Linked DNA regions of Oryctolagus cuniculus: region 1 is linked to region 2. Evidence: chromatin contacts called from public Hi-C data. All regions are on one chromosome and are shown on one strand. The core of a region is the stretch at or near the end of the contact, and the rest is flanking DNA. Distances in the headings are between cores, read along the strand shown.

Region 1 (6,388 bases), core at 615-3,114, 380 kb before region 2:
GAGCTGGGCCGATCCGAAGCCAGGAGCTTCCTCTGGGTCTCCCAAGCACTTTGGGCCACGCTTTGCTGCTTTCTCAGGTGTATTAGCAGGGAGAAGCTAGGATTCGAACCCACGCCCATATGGGATGCCGGCGCTGCAGGCAGCAGCTTTACCAGCCATAGCGCCGCAGCATATAGGGCCACAGGGCTGGCCCCTAACCTTTTAATTCCACTTTCCATGAGCTTTGCGAAGTACCCTCAAACTTGGGAAGGTATTTTCACAGTAAAGCCATAACAGACGGGCCTTCTCAGGGAAGGAAAAATTTAGGTGACTTATTCTTCCTTTATAGCTATGCGTAGGTCAGGAGCCCTTCTTTTGTTTGCCTGTCTGTTTCCTCACTTTGGGTAACTTGCATTGGGTGTGTTGAAGGACTATCTTTTGAAAGGATGTTAATTATATCATGGCAACTGGGAATTCCCCAAATCTTCCTCTCCTACCTACTTGTTGTGTGTGTGTTTCAAAGATTTAGGTATTTATTTGAAAGGCAGAGTTACACACAGCGATCTTCCATCTGCTGGTTCACTCCCCAAATGGGTGCAACAGCAGGGCTGAGCCAGGTCAAAGCCAGGAACCTGGAACTCCATCTGGGTCTCCCACATGGGTTCAAGGGTGTAAGCACTTAAGCCATTTTCTGCTGCTTTCTCAGGTGCAGCAGCAGGCACCTGGATCGGAAGTGGAGCAGCTGGGACTTGAACTGGTGCTCATATGGGAAGCAGGTGTCCCAGCCAGACGCTTAACCCGCTGTACCATGATACGCCCCACCCCATTTTCTTTAAGTCTTAAAGACTTAAAAAGAGTTTAGAGGCGTTCCCCACCATCCATTTGGATTTAGTGTCTAAAGCCTTTCTTTTTTATGAATTGTGCTGGGGGTTTCATGGGTTTCAAATGGGGTATTGTGTTCTGATGGAAAATTGCATCTCCACCACTCGCTCACTAATCTCAGGAGCTGAGAAGTGAATCCAGGGTTGCTAATTCTTGGTATTTTTGCTTGATGTAAAGTAAACATCATTTTTCCTAAACAGGAACCTTTCACAAGCACTGACAGTTACTGTTCCCAAACTGCAACAATCCAGGGCTCCTACATTTCTGTGCTCCGCTCCTCTCCTCTCCCGGAACAGATCCTAAAGAGAACTAGCTGGCCCCTTCCCTGGGCCATTTACTGCAAGGTTCATGCCCTGTCTTTATGTTCATCTCAAATTGCCTTTTATTTGTGTTTCCTCATTTACAAGTCCGCCTTTCCACCTAGATTGTACCAGAGGTGACTTTAAAAAATTCACTTTCCTACTGTTGGATTCGCCTAGGCCCTAACACGTTGCTTTTGCCCTTAGCAAGCTCTACATAAATGTGTGTTAAATTCCAAAAAGTGGACAGATACAGTTACGGTGCGATCAAGTGCCCTGGAGCCGTGGTAACTTTCAAATCCTCTTGCTCAGAGAGCGCCCTGGAAACCCCTTGAACGCCAGGGACTCTGTCCCTGGCCTCGCGCCCCTTCCCTGGACAGGTTGCAGTTGGGGACGGTGACCCAAGTCGCGGGGGACGGGGATCCGAGAGGTGAGCACACGTTGCCCATTGCAGAATTCCTGGACCAAGAAGACGTTTCTCGGGATTAAAATCCACCCTGGTGTTTCCGGGAGGCGCGACTACTGGTCGCGCTTTCGCCGCCTGACTCCCAGCGGCCGCAGATCAGCGTGGCCCGTAGCGCGGAGGGGAGTTCCAGAGGGGCGGGCGCGGCGCCCTCCGCGCGCCCCCGGAAACCTGGGAACACCCGCGCTGCTGCCTCGGCCGGGCCTGCGGCTCCGCGGTCCCACCGCCGGGGGCAGCGCCGCCCGCGCCGCCGGGCCAAGATGGCGGCCGGCGCGCCACCCGCGCCCGGGGGAGAGGAGGCGGCGGCGGCGGCGGCGGCGGGAGCTCCCCAGCTCCCCGGCGAGCCAACGCGCGCGCTGTGCTCCGGGGCGGGAAGCTGCTCCTCCTTGGCCCTCCGGGACCCGAGAGCCCGGCTCCTCCGCCGCTTCCCCAGACAGCTTCCCCCTCCTCCCGCCCGCGCCCCACCTGTGCGGGCTCTGAAGGGCTATGCTAGCCCTCAATCACCCGGGACTCCTGTTAGAAGAGGGTAGGGACAAGGCCCTGGCTGGGATGAGGCTTGCGACGAGGATGACCGCCAGGCTAGAGGACCTGCGGGGACCCCCGGCTGCAAGCCCCACAGCCTAACCATTTCCTCCAGCTCCTGGACACCTCTGGGCGCAGTCCCACCAAACCCGTGACCACAGGCAGGGCGTCAGATGCCCCGTTAGGTCACAGGGCCCAGAGCTCATGCAACCAGGAATGCCTTGGAAAATCCGGTAGGTCTGGTTGTGAAGTCCATGGTATGATATTGTAAAGGCTGCAGAACCTGCGCTGCCCTTGGCAAATGCTCTGACCTGGTTCTCTGCTCTGGGTAGGCTGCCTTCCTCCCAGGACACTCCCAGACCTGCAGTCCAAGTTACCGGCAGTGGCGTGCGTGGATGAATGTGGGTTATTCGGAGGGATCTCCTGCGGGGGCTCAGGCTGGGAGGTCAGGGGATCCCCCCTATCCTCCCCGGCGGGAGCAGGTGAGGGGAGGGGGAGAATCACAATGGTAGGAACTGAGTGCTACCTGCCAAAGCTTTACCATTACCTTTTGTCAGGCATGGGCTGACACCTCCCGCTGGTTCAAGGTTCCTTCCAAACTTTGCAAGTTGCTTATCAGCTCAGCGGGAGAGGCTGGAGTGAACTTTTGGTTTTTGTTTTGGTGAAATCAAGTCGGTGTGCATAACATATGCGCTGCCTTGTTATTCTTATGGAAACACTTTCTCCGCCCACCCCTGCAGCAGCAGCTACAGCAGCCGTTCCTTCCTTCGGAAACCCCTCTTTTAATGACCTCTCTCCTGCTCCGGTTTAGTCAGCCGCCCCCCCCCCCCACTTTGTTCAAGTGCAGCAATAAACCCAAGACTAGGCCTAATCCTCTGTGCTCCTGACCTTCCCCTCCTGGTCCCCCGACCGATGCTGGCCACGGCTGCCGTTTGGTCTGCTTTGTGTGTTGTGTGTTTTCTCCTCTCTACACACTTGGTACTTTTTCAGACAGCAAATCATCATTAAAAAAAAAAAGAGAGAGAGAGAGAGAGAGAGAGATAAATCGTATACCAGGAAAAAGTTCAAAGCAGCCCCTTTTGGAGCCAGGCCCCCCACAAGCCGGGTCTTTCCCATCACAGACACAACCATCTGATTTCTAAACTCGAACCAGTGCCAAGGAGTTACCCTTGACCTTGCGCCCCCTGACGTCGTCTCCTAGCTCCAGTTTGGGTGCCGCAAGTGCCTTTGCTGAGTCCACTTCCAGCCCTGTCCAGCCCCAGTGCCCCTCCCTGGAGGCGCAGTAACCTTAAACGGCACGACAGGCGGCTGGCCGAGCTGGTTCGGTGACGACTCCCAGGAGACAGCCGCCTGCAGCAGCAGGCCCCATCTGCAGCACAGCTGAACGAGTTAAACTGCCCCAGGCATGAGTGGTCTAGGGTGGGGCCTGGACCGGGGAGAACCGGCGGGAGCCTGGGGCAGCCTCGGACTTAAAAGCCCCAAATTGGCCCAGGAAAGGGTGGTCCTGGTGTTGCCCTCCCGAAGTGCTGCTGAGTGGGCCCCCCCCCAGACCCCCTTTAGGGGCTGAGGGGCTGGCTTCGGAGCCCGGTTTGGATTCAGGCTGCGCTGGAGGGCTTGGGAGCCCGAGGGGAATGCAATCTGTAGGGACCGGGACAGTGAAGTCACTTCTCCGCCAAACAAGCAGTGACGTGCAGCGGGACCCGAGCCTCGGGCTCCAGCGGCGGCGAAGAGCCCAGTAATTCAGACGGGCCGCTCGCTGAAAAGCCCTAGGTGGGCGAACATCACTCACCACCTCCGGGAGAGCCCCGCTCAGATGCACCACTGCAACCCTCCTGGGCTGCGCGGGCCGCTGCCCGCTGGCCAGTGCGGCTCAGCTCTGCCCGACCCTGCCTCGGTTTCACAAAGGCCACGTGCGGCCAGGGCCGACGAGGAGCGGCCACGACTCTCAGATCTTTAATTACGCTAGGAGCCCCTACCCTTCCCCCCACCCCATCGCCGGCTTCCAGCCCTTTAATCAATTTCACGATATTAAATATTAATTTCCCGCCAGCCACGCTTTCTCGGAGGAGGGGGAGGGGACGGGACGGGCAGCTCCAAGGCAGGGGCGGCTTTGCAGGGTGTGACCAAGGGGCACGGAGGGCTGGCGGGCTCCTAAGTGACCTCCTCCCGGAACTCGGAGCCACTGGCTTTGCATTCTGCAGCTGGGCAACTTGGAGAGTTATGAACGCCGGGGTGCAGGCCTCGGTGAGGAGTAGCTAGGTGCGCCGAGAGCTCGGGTGTGCTGGGCGGCCGCTCTGTGCCTGCCCCCCCCGCAGCCGCGAGTCAGCCTCACGCGGGCCCGCAGCGCGCTGCGGTGATGGATCGCGCCTGGCGGGGGTGATTTGGTGTTGATCGCACATTATCACTGGCAGGTTGGACTGGCTGCTGATGGACGACTTCTAGCGGCGGCGGCAGCGTCTTCAGACACCGCGCAGGGACTCGCTAGCTCTGCCGGGGTCTTCTCCCCACCCCACCCCCGTCCCCGCCCCAAGCCACCTCACCACCCTACCTCCCGGCGCCCGGAGGGGTCTGCGGATCAGAATGGGGTCCCCTTAAACCCAAGGCCGCCCGCCCCCCCCATCCGGCTCGTGGTGTGGGTCGCAGACCGGGTGAGGAAGGGAGCCAGGACGCCTTTCCCACTTCCTCCCATTCCTCCTTCCCTTGCCGCTTGCCCCGCCCCCCTTTCCTGCTTCCCCATTGAAAGCTGAAGGGCTTGGGTCACTCCGCGGGTGATTTCCCCGCTGCCCGGGCCGGGCCGCGGGGGCAGACTCACCCGCCCCGCGGCCCCCGACCCTCTCCCCAGAGCCGCGGCAGCCGCGACGCTGCAATGCGCCCCTCCTCGCTTCTTTTTCTAAAGTGCCTGCAGATACAAAAGCGGTTTCGTAATGCCTTCCGTCTGCGAGAGCCGGAGGACCTTGGCTGACCTTTCGGAAACTGATTGCAACTGCCTGTTAACAGCCCGTACTGACCGCACTGAGCGGAGCGGAGGACAATCATTTAAGTGACAGACGGCGAGGTGGCCTCGGCTCGGTCGAGCGGCCTGGTTAAGCCCGCCCCTCCCCCAGCTCCCCCCCCCCCCCCCGCTACTCCCCCAGCCCCGGGCGCACTGCGGGCCGTGGTAGGCGCTCGGGGAGGGCGCGCCGCGTGCGCGTGTGTGGGTGTCTATGTGTGTGTGTGTGTGTGTGCTTGCGTGTGCATGTCCGCGATTACCGGCCGACGGGTTAACCCTTTGCCGAGCCGCCGGTCCCTTTGAGGCCGGGCGCTGCCGGCTTAATCTGCCATCTGCGAAAGAGGAATAAAAGGGCCGGCTCCACCGGCTTTCTCTAATGGGTAAACTGTACCCTCTTAGCGTGACCCGGACTGCGTCCCTGCTGCTGCTGGGGAGAAGATCCCGACTCTTCGGCTCTTCTGCTACGGCCCTGGGTCTCCTCCCTGCGCTCCCCTCCCTTCCCCACACAGACAGACACAGACACAAGGAACAGCACGGGGACAGCGAAAGGGGTCCAAAGGCTCGGAGAGACTCGCGGTGCAGTGGACGTGGGTGTCCCGGTGTTTTCTGTCTCGGCCATGAGAGAAAGATGGGGTGGAGGGGTGGCCGCATCGAGAAGGCGAGGTGGGGGAGGGGAGGCTGGTGACAGGGCACCTCGGGCGTCGCTCGCTCCCTCTCTCGGGAGAGATCGCCAGCTGCTCTCCAACAGGCAGCGCCCTGAAATCTATTTAAAGAGAGGGAAAGGGGAGGAGAACAAAGGGGGAGGAGGGGGGCGGCGAGTGGAGCCTGGGCGAGAGCGAGCGAGCAGGGAGGATCCGCCGCTCCGCGGGCACATCAAGCGCTCACATCTGTACACTCCGCGATCGATGGGGAGAATGGATAATATTTGTCAGCTGCAGACCTTTCTCTTCCCGGTTCCCCGGGAGGGGAGGGGGCGAGGGAGGGGGAGGGGCGGGCAGGCCGGGCGAGAGAGGCCGCCTCAAGGACAGCGCGCTTCGCGTTGCAGCCACTCGGAAACCCAGAGCCATGAAAGCCGGGGGATTTTTCTCTTATTAGCATTATTAATTATTTTTATTATTCCACAGCAGCCAGCGAACGCTCGGCGGCGCCCCTCCCCCGCTCGCCCGCCGCCTCCCTTTGTTGATTCTCAGCTGCGAGCACGGCGGGCCCGAGCCGCCGCCGCCGCCGCCGCCGAGCGCGATCTGCTCTTGCGCC
Region 2 (5,634 bases), core at 1,646-4,145:
AGGCCTTCTATCTGCTGGTTCACTCCCCAGTTCACTCCCCGACGGCCGGAGTTTTGCTGATCCGAAGCCAGGAGCCAGGAGCTTCTTCTAGGTTTCCTATGTGGGTGCAGGGGCCCAAGGACCTGGGCCATCCTCTACTGCTTACCCAGGCAACAGCAGAGAGCTGGATCGGAAGTGGAGCAGCCAGGACTCGAACTGGTGCCCATATGGGATGCCGGCACTGCAGGCGGTGGCTTTACCCACTATGCCACAGTGCCAGCCCCGGGAAATGCTCCTATCTGCTGGTTTACACCCTAAATGCCTGCAACAGCCAGGGATGAGCCAGGCTGAAGCCAGGAACACCATCCAGGTCTCCTTCGTGGGTGGCAGGGGTCCAAGTCCTTGAGCCATCATCGGCTGCCTCCCAGGGTGCGCACTAGCAGGAAGCTGGATTGGAAGCCGAGGCAGGACTTAAACCCAGGCACTCCCACGTGAGCCGTCGGTGTCCCAATAGACATCTCAATTACTGGACCAGGTGCCTGCCCTGTGTGAGCTTTTAAACTCGGTTCTTCCCCTTTCCTAAGCTCTTTCTACACCAGCGGCCCCCAGTTTCCTTTCGAGAACCTTCTGTCGCCTTTGCAGCTTTGTCTGCTACTTCCCCGAGACTACTGTCGACAGTGAGCCCTTTGTAGTGGTAGTGGTGTAATTTAGTTTAGCAAATATTTGCCAGCCTGACCTGTGCCAGATCCCATGCAATGCCAGGAAGGCAAAACTGGCATGCAACCAGTGGCACGGGTTCCAAGGCCAGCAATCCAGCCACTTGCGAGCATTTAGACCTCAAAGGACCTCACCGACGTTCACTTCATGCCCATTTCTCAGATGACGAAACCAAGGTCTTGAGAGTTTCCCGTCGATCCCGCTTCACCCGACTAGGGCAGCAGAGTTGAGGTTTGCACGCCAGTGGATTTGATGGCCAAAATCTCTCTTCCTGGCCAGAGCCCAGTGTCCTCAGATGTGAAATGGAGACCATCTTCGGAGCAACCTTAAGAGGATGTGGTGAGAGTCCAGCTGCTGGGCGTTGTGGAGGAGTGACTCGGTCCTGGGAGCTGACTGCAACCGCAGGAAAGCCCTTGTGAGCCGGTACTGACAGCCGCTGCCCCGGGCAATGCCAGCTGGCCCCTCTCCCGCCGCCGGGGTGGCTGCCCGTCACAGCACCTGTAACCGCGCCTTCACTTGTCTGCTCTGCAGAAGCAGGTGTCCCGGGGAGGGGGCAGAGTCACACGTGTCACCGAATGTTAGCAACGCCATCCTGAGGCCCAGAGAGGGGCTGGGACTTGCCTGAGGTCACACAGCTGGCGAGCGGCAGAGCTGGGGGGTGACCAAGCAGCTGTTAGGACTTTCCCGTGGGGCTTGGAATGCATTGACCAAGTTCCCTCCTCAGCTTTTCCAACATGAAACTGCAAGGCTCCCTGGGAAGGAACGCAAGGAAGGGACCTACAGAAGGGGGAGGGGAGGGAGAAAAGCTGCCAGGGCTTGGGTGGGGTGGGGGGGCAGGTTCTGTCTCAGGAAAAGCATTGAATGCCGGAGCTGGTCTAATGGCGGTGGGGTGGGGGCTGAGCTGGCCAGGCAGCCCAGGATGCCCAGCTACAGTCACCTGGAGTCTGGCTCTGGAATCTGTCGTACAGACAGGCTGCCTAGGATCCCAAAGTGCTCATCCTGGCCCTGCCAGCCCCCTCTGACAGAACAGCACCTGAGCCTGCTCCTTTGCACCCAGCCCCCAGCCCCCAGGCCAGGGCACGCCCCGCCCGCTCGCCTGCCTCCACTTCTCCACTTGACCAGGGTCATCTTCGCCCACAGTCACCACGGACCCCAGGACAAACACACGGGGCCCAGGCCTGGAAGATCTATTAGTGCCACTCCTGTCACCGCCCGCCGAGCGGGAGGAGAGGCAGCCAAACGCTGTGCTAATTATTCTAGCTTCCAGCAGGGTCTCGGAGGTCGCAGCCATGGTAAATCTTAACTTTCATGCTATGGTGCACCGGGATGCAATTTACTTCAAAGAGAGCATAAATCCCCACTGCGGCGTGTATCAGAGGAGCGTTACATAAAAGTGGCCCGTGTGCTTCCCACCCTGGCTGCCTCCTCTCTCTCCCCTTCCCTCCCTCCCTCCCTCCCTCGCTCGGTCGCTCGCTGGCTCGCTCACTCGCTCGCTCGCTCTCTCCTTGTAAGTTTGAAAAAGCCAGCCCGCGGTTGGCTACACATCTCGCACGCAAAAACATTTACACACACGTCGGCTCGCAGCCTTATAAATCACCAGGCGCGGCGACTTGGCAGTGGGAACACAGGCGAGATCTATTTTTACCAACGCAGTCCGCAGACAGCCCCAGGGGGCCCCTCCTTTCCTACAGTGACACCTACTGGTGCCAGCTTTGGCCAAAGGCAGCCTTGAGCTTCAGACCCATTTCTCAGGCTTTGCATGAGAGTCAATGGACTGAGGCCTTGCCCTTCCCCCACAGCCTCGAGTGAATTCCTCCAGCCACAAACCCCTCCACCCCCATGAAGCCCCTCCCCCACAGCCACGCCCTCCAGGCTTAAGGGCGGAGCCTGAGCGAGGTGCCGCCTCTGACATGATAATTGCCTTGCCCAGCGCTGTGGGCTGCGCCAGCAAGGCCAGCTCGGCTCAGTAGGCTGTCAAGGGATCACGGTTACCCGGGAGGGGGCTGCCTACCACATCACCGCCCATCCCCCCAAGCCAGGCGTCCTCCCCCTATGCAACCTCTTGGGGAGGGTAGGGGGGGTTGTCCAGTTGTGTTTCAAGTAATTACTTCCCTGTGAAAGACATCTGTTATCTTCGCTGACACACACGGACTGGCGGCCGCCGTGGTTTCTGCGAGGGGCTTGTGAATCCTGGCATTGTCATCACGGCCCCGGCTGGGAACACAGAGGGTGGGGAGAGACAGAGGCGCGTCTGTCTCCTGTCCCCAGGCCTCGGCCCTGGCTGCCTCCCAGCGACCTCTCCGGAGGCAGCCGTGCCGGGTCTAATGCTTCTAATGTCGTCTTTGCAGACCCATTTGTGATTCCTTGATGCTGTAATTACGGCCGCCGCTTCGCTCCTCTCGCAGCCGCTGCCATTAGCTGGGCAGACCGCAGGCTGCGGTTGACGGTGACGTGGCCCTGGCAGCCTGGAGGGACTCTGTGGGTTGCTGGGGGTGGGCAGGGCCCTCTCAGCAGGCCTGGAGCTTTGCAGAGGCGCAGGGCAGCTGGCTGAGCTGGCCAAGCCTGGTGATTAGTGGCTCTCCCCTGAGGGCAACCGCTGGCAGTCAGCCAGCTGGGGATGACGCTCCCGGGTGGAGGGCACGCGGGTGACCCTGGGCGAGTCACAGCCCCACTGAGCTTTGGAAAAGACGGGTGGGGGAGGGCTGCAGGGCTAGCAGCTCGCCTTCAGCCCTCACTGGGGGTCTCTCTTAGGAAGGGCTGTGCGGACGCTGGGGGCGGGTTCTCAGGTGCGTTCTTGGGCCTAGAACAGTAAAGCAAACATCCAGTACCCTGTCCTGCCAAGGCCTCTGGCCGTAATCTCAAATACGCCGCTGCTTTCCATTGCAAAGTGGCCCTTCTCAGGACAGAAGCCCTGGGCTGCAGCAAAGGCTTTGAGGGTGGGCAAAGGGGGACCTTCAGAGACTCTTGGAAATAAGCAGAATTAGACACTGAAAAAAGGCGAACCAAAGTCTTGCTTTTGGCCCTCCACGCCTTGACCCTTTGGGTCCTCACCATCCCTAGCGTTGAAAAATATCACTGTAGTGCTCAAGCCCCCACTGAAAGTGAAAGTCCACCGTGGGAATTCTTTCATATGCTTCCCGTCGGGAGGTGGCTTCTCCTTGAACCTGGATGGCCTTGTGACTGCTCCCACCGAAACACACCGACGCGAGTGATCTATGTGACTTCCAAGACCACATTACGGGAGGCCACTTCAGAGCGCTGACTGCCGGCCGCCATGCTGTGAGGAAGCCCAATTCCTGTGAGGAGGCCATGTAGGTCTCGTCAGCCAGCGGTCCCGGCGGCAATGGTCTTGGGGTCAATTGCAGCCCCAAAGCCAGGCATACGGGTGAAAGAGCTCCCGATGATTCTAGCCTTTAGCTACTGCGCCACCCCCAGCCATTCACATCTGCACAGCCAAGGTCCCAGACATCACGGAGCAGGACTAAGCCGCCCCTGCTGTGCTCCGTCTGAATTCCTGCCCCATGGAATCCAGGAGCATATTAAAACGGTTGTTTATACTGCTAAGGTTGGGCTGGTTTGTTAAGCAGCAAGAGATAACGGGAACAGCCCCTTAGCCCAGGGTCCTGCCTGGCGTCCAGCCTAATGCATAAAGACATGGACACCTGTTTTCCATAAAGGAGGCAGGAAGTATTCTAGAAGGTTGAGAATGGCATTGGGCCAAAGGATCTGCTGTGTGGGCTGCACACTCAGCTCCCGGCTGCGGAGCTCCGCCCTGGTCCAGAGGGACACTGAACCATGGGCAGGCCTGTCTTGTTCCTTTGGATGTCACTGACCCCGGTGTCGGGGTGAGGCCAGGGCTTGGGGACTGTCTCTGGGCTGTTCAAGCTTCATTTCCTTTCCTATGTAGCCCAGGAGCCTTCTAGCTGAGGTTTTGGGAGCAGGCATGAAAGATGCCCTGACCCGGGGCCAGCGCCATGGTGCAGTAGGTTAATCCTCTGCCTGCGGCACCGGCATTACGTATGGGCACCGGGTTCTAGTCCCGGTTGCTCCTCTTCCAGTCCAGCTCTCTGCTGTGGCCCGGGAAGGCAGTAGAAGATGGGCCAAGTCCTTGGGCCCCTGCACCCGCGTGGGAGACCTGGAAGATGCTCCTGGCTCCTGGCTTTGGATCGGCGTAGCTTCAGCCATTGTGGCCATCTGGGGAGTGAACCAGCGACTGGAAGACCTTTCTCTCTGTCTCTCTCTCTCACTGTCTGTAACTTTACCTCTCAAATAAATAAGTAAAATCTAAAGGGAAAAAAAAAATGTTCTGACCCTTTTATTTTCCCCCTGGTTTGAACCTCGCGCCTAGGGGGCGTGGCTTTGGAAGGGAAGGAGCAGTGGGGAGCCAAAGCTAGCGGGCATGAGCAAGTACATACCTTCTTGTGGCTTTATCCCTGTCAGAGGACAGAGGCAAGACCCCCACGCGGCCACCAGGGATGTCACCTGGCAATGTGACGCATGAGGCCGTGGCTGTTGCTTTGCAATGAGGGCACTTTTAATTGTGTGTGCCCAGACTCACCTTGCTGGTCTGTAGCTCGTATAATTTGCAAGAAAATCAAGACTGCTTTCTCCGTTTCTCCAAAGACTCTGTGCGTTCACTTGTGGGCTATCTCAATGCCCTTAAACATTTGCTGGAATTTATAATCCTGGCTGAGTTTTACACACAGGATTCCCTCAATGACGAATTCCAGTTTGCTAACTAGAATTGGGACCATTTTCTGCTCGAGTGTTTTATTTATTTATTTTTTGACAGGCAGAGTGGACAGTGAGAGAGAGAGAGAGAGAGAGAGAGAGAGAAAGGTCTTCCTTTGCCGTTGGTTCACCCTCCAACGGCCGCCATGGCCGGTGTGCTGCGGCCAGCGCACCGCGCTGATCCGAAGGCAAGAGCCAGGTGCTTCT

Evidence for each region. Hi-C and Micro-C count contacts between places; a contact is called where the count stands out from the background.
Region 1: a contact with region 2 is called in a Hi-C map of an unstated tissue, with 2.5 times the contacts expected there. The contact joins two enhancer-like sites. A contact is called at or near these places in 2 of 6 Hi-C or Micro-C datasets (ear pinna and an unstated tissue).

Annotation. Positions count from the first base shown.
Region 1 is chrX:26,121,992-26,128,379 of mOryCun1.1, reverse strand. All of the region lies in intron 1 of BCOR (BCL6 corepressor), which reads left to right. Among named protein-coding and RNA genes, the nearest start is that of BCOR, 18 kb to the left of the region's middle. Within about 2 kb of position 1,864, at least 3 of the 8 cell types and tissues checked have an H3K27ac peak or open chromatin away from gene starts, as enhancers often do.
Region 2 is chrX:25,741,957-25,747,590 of mOryCun1.1, reverse strand. No RefSeq gene overlaps it. Among named protein-coding and RNA genes, the nearest start is that of BCOR, 400 kb to the left of the region's middle. Within about 2 kb of position 2,895, at least 1 of the 8 cell types and tissues checked has an H3K27ac peak or open chromatin away from gene starts, as enhancers often do.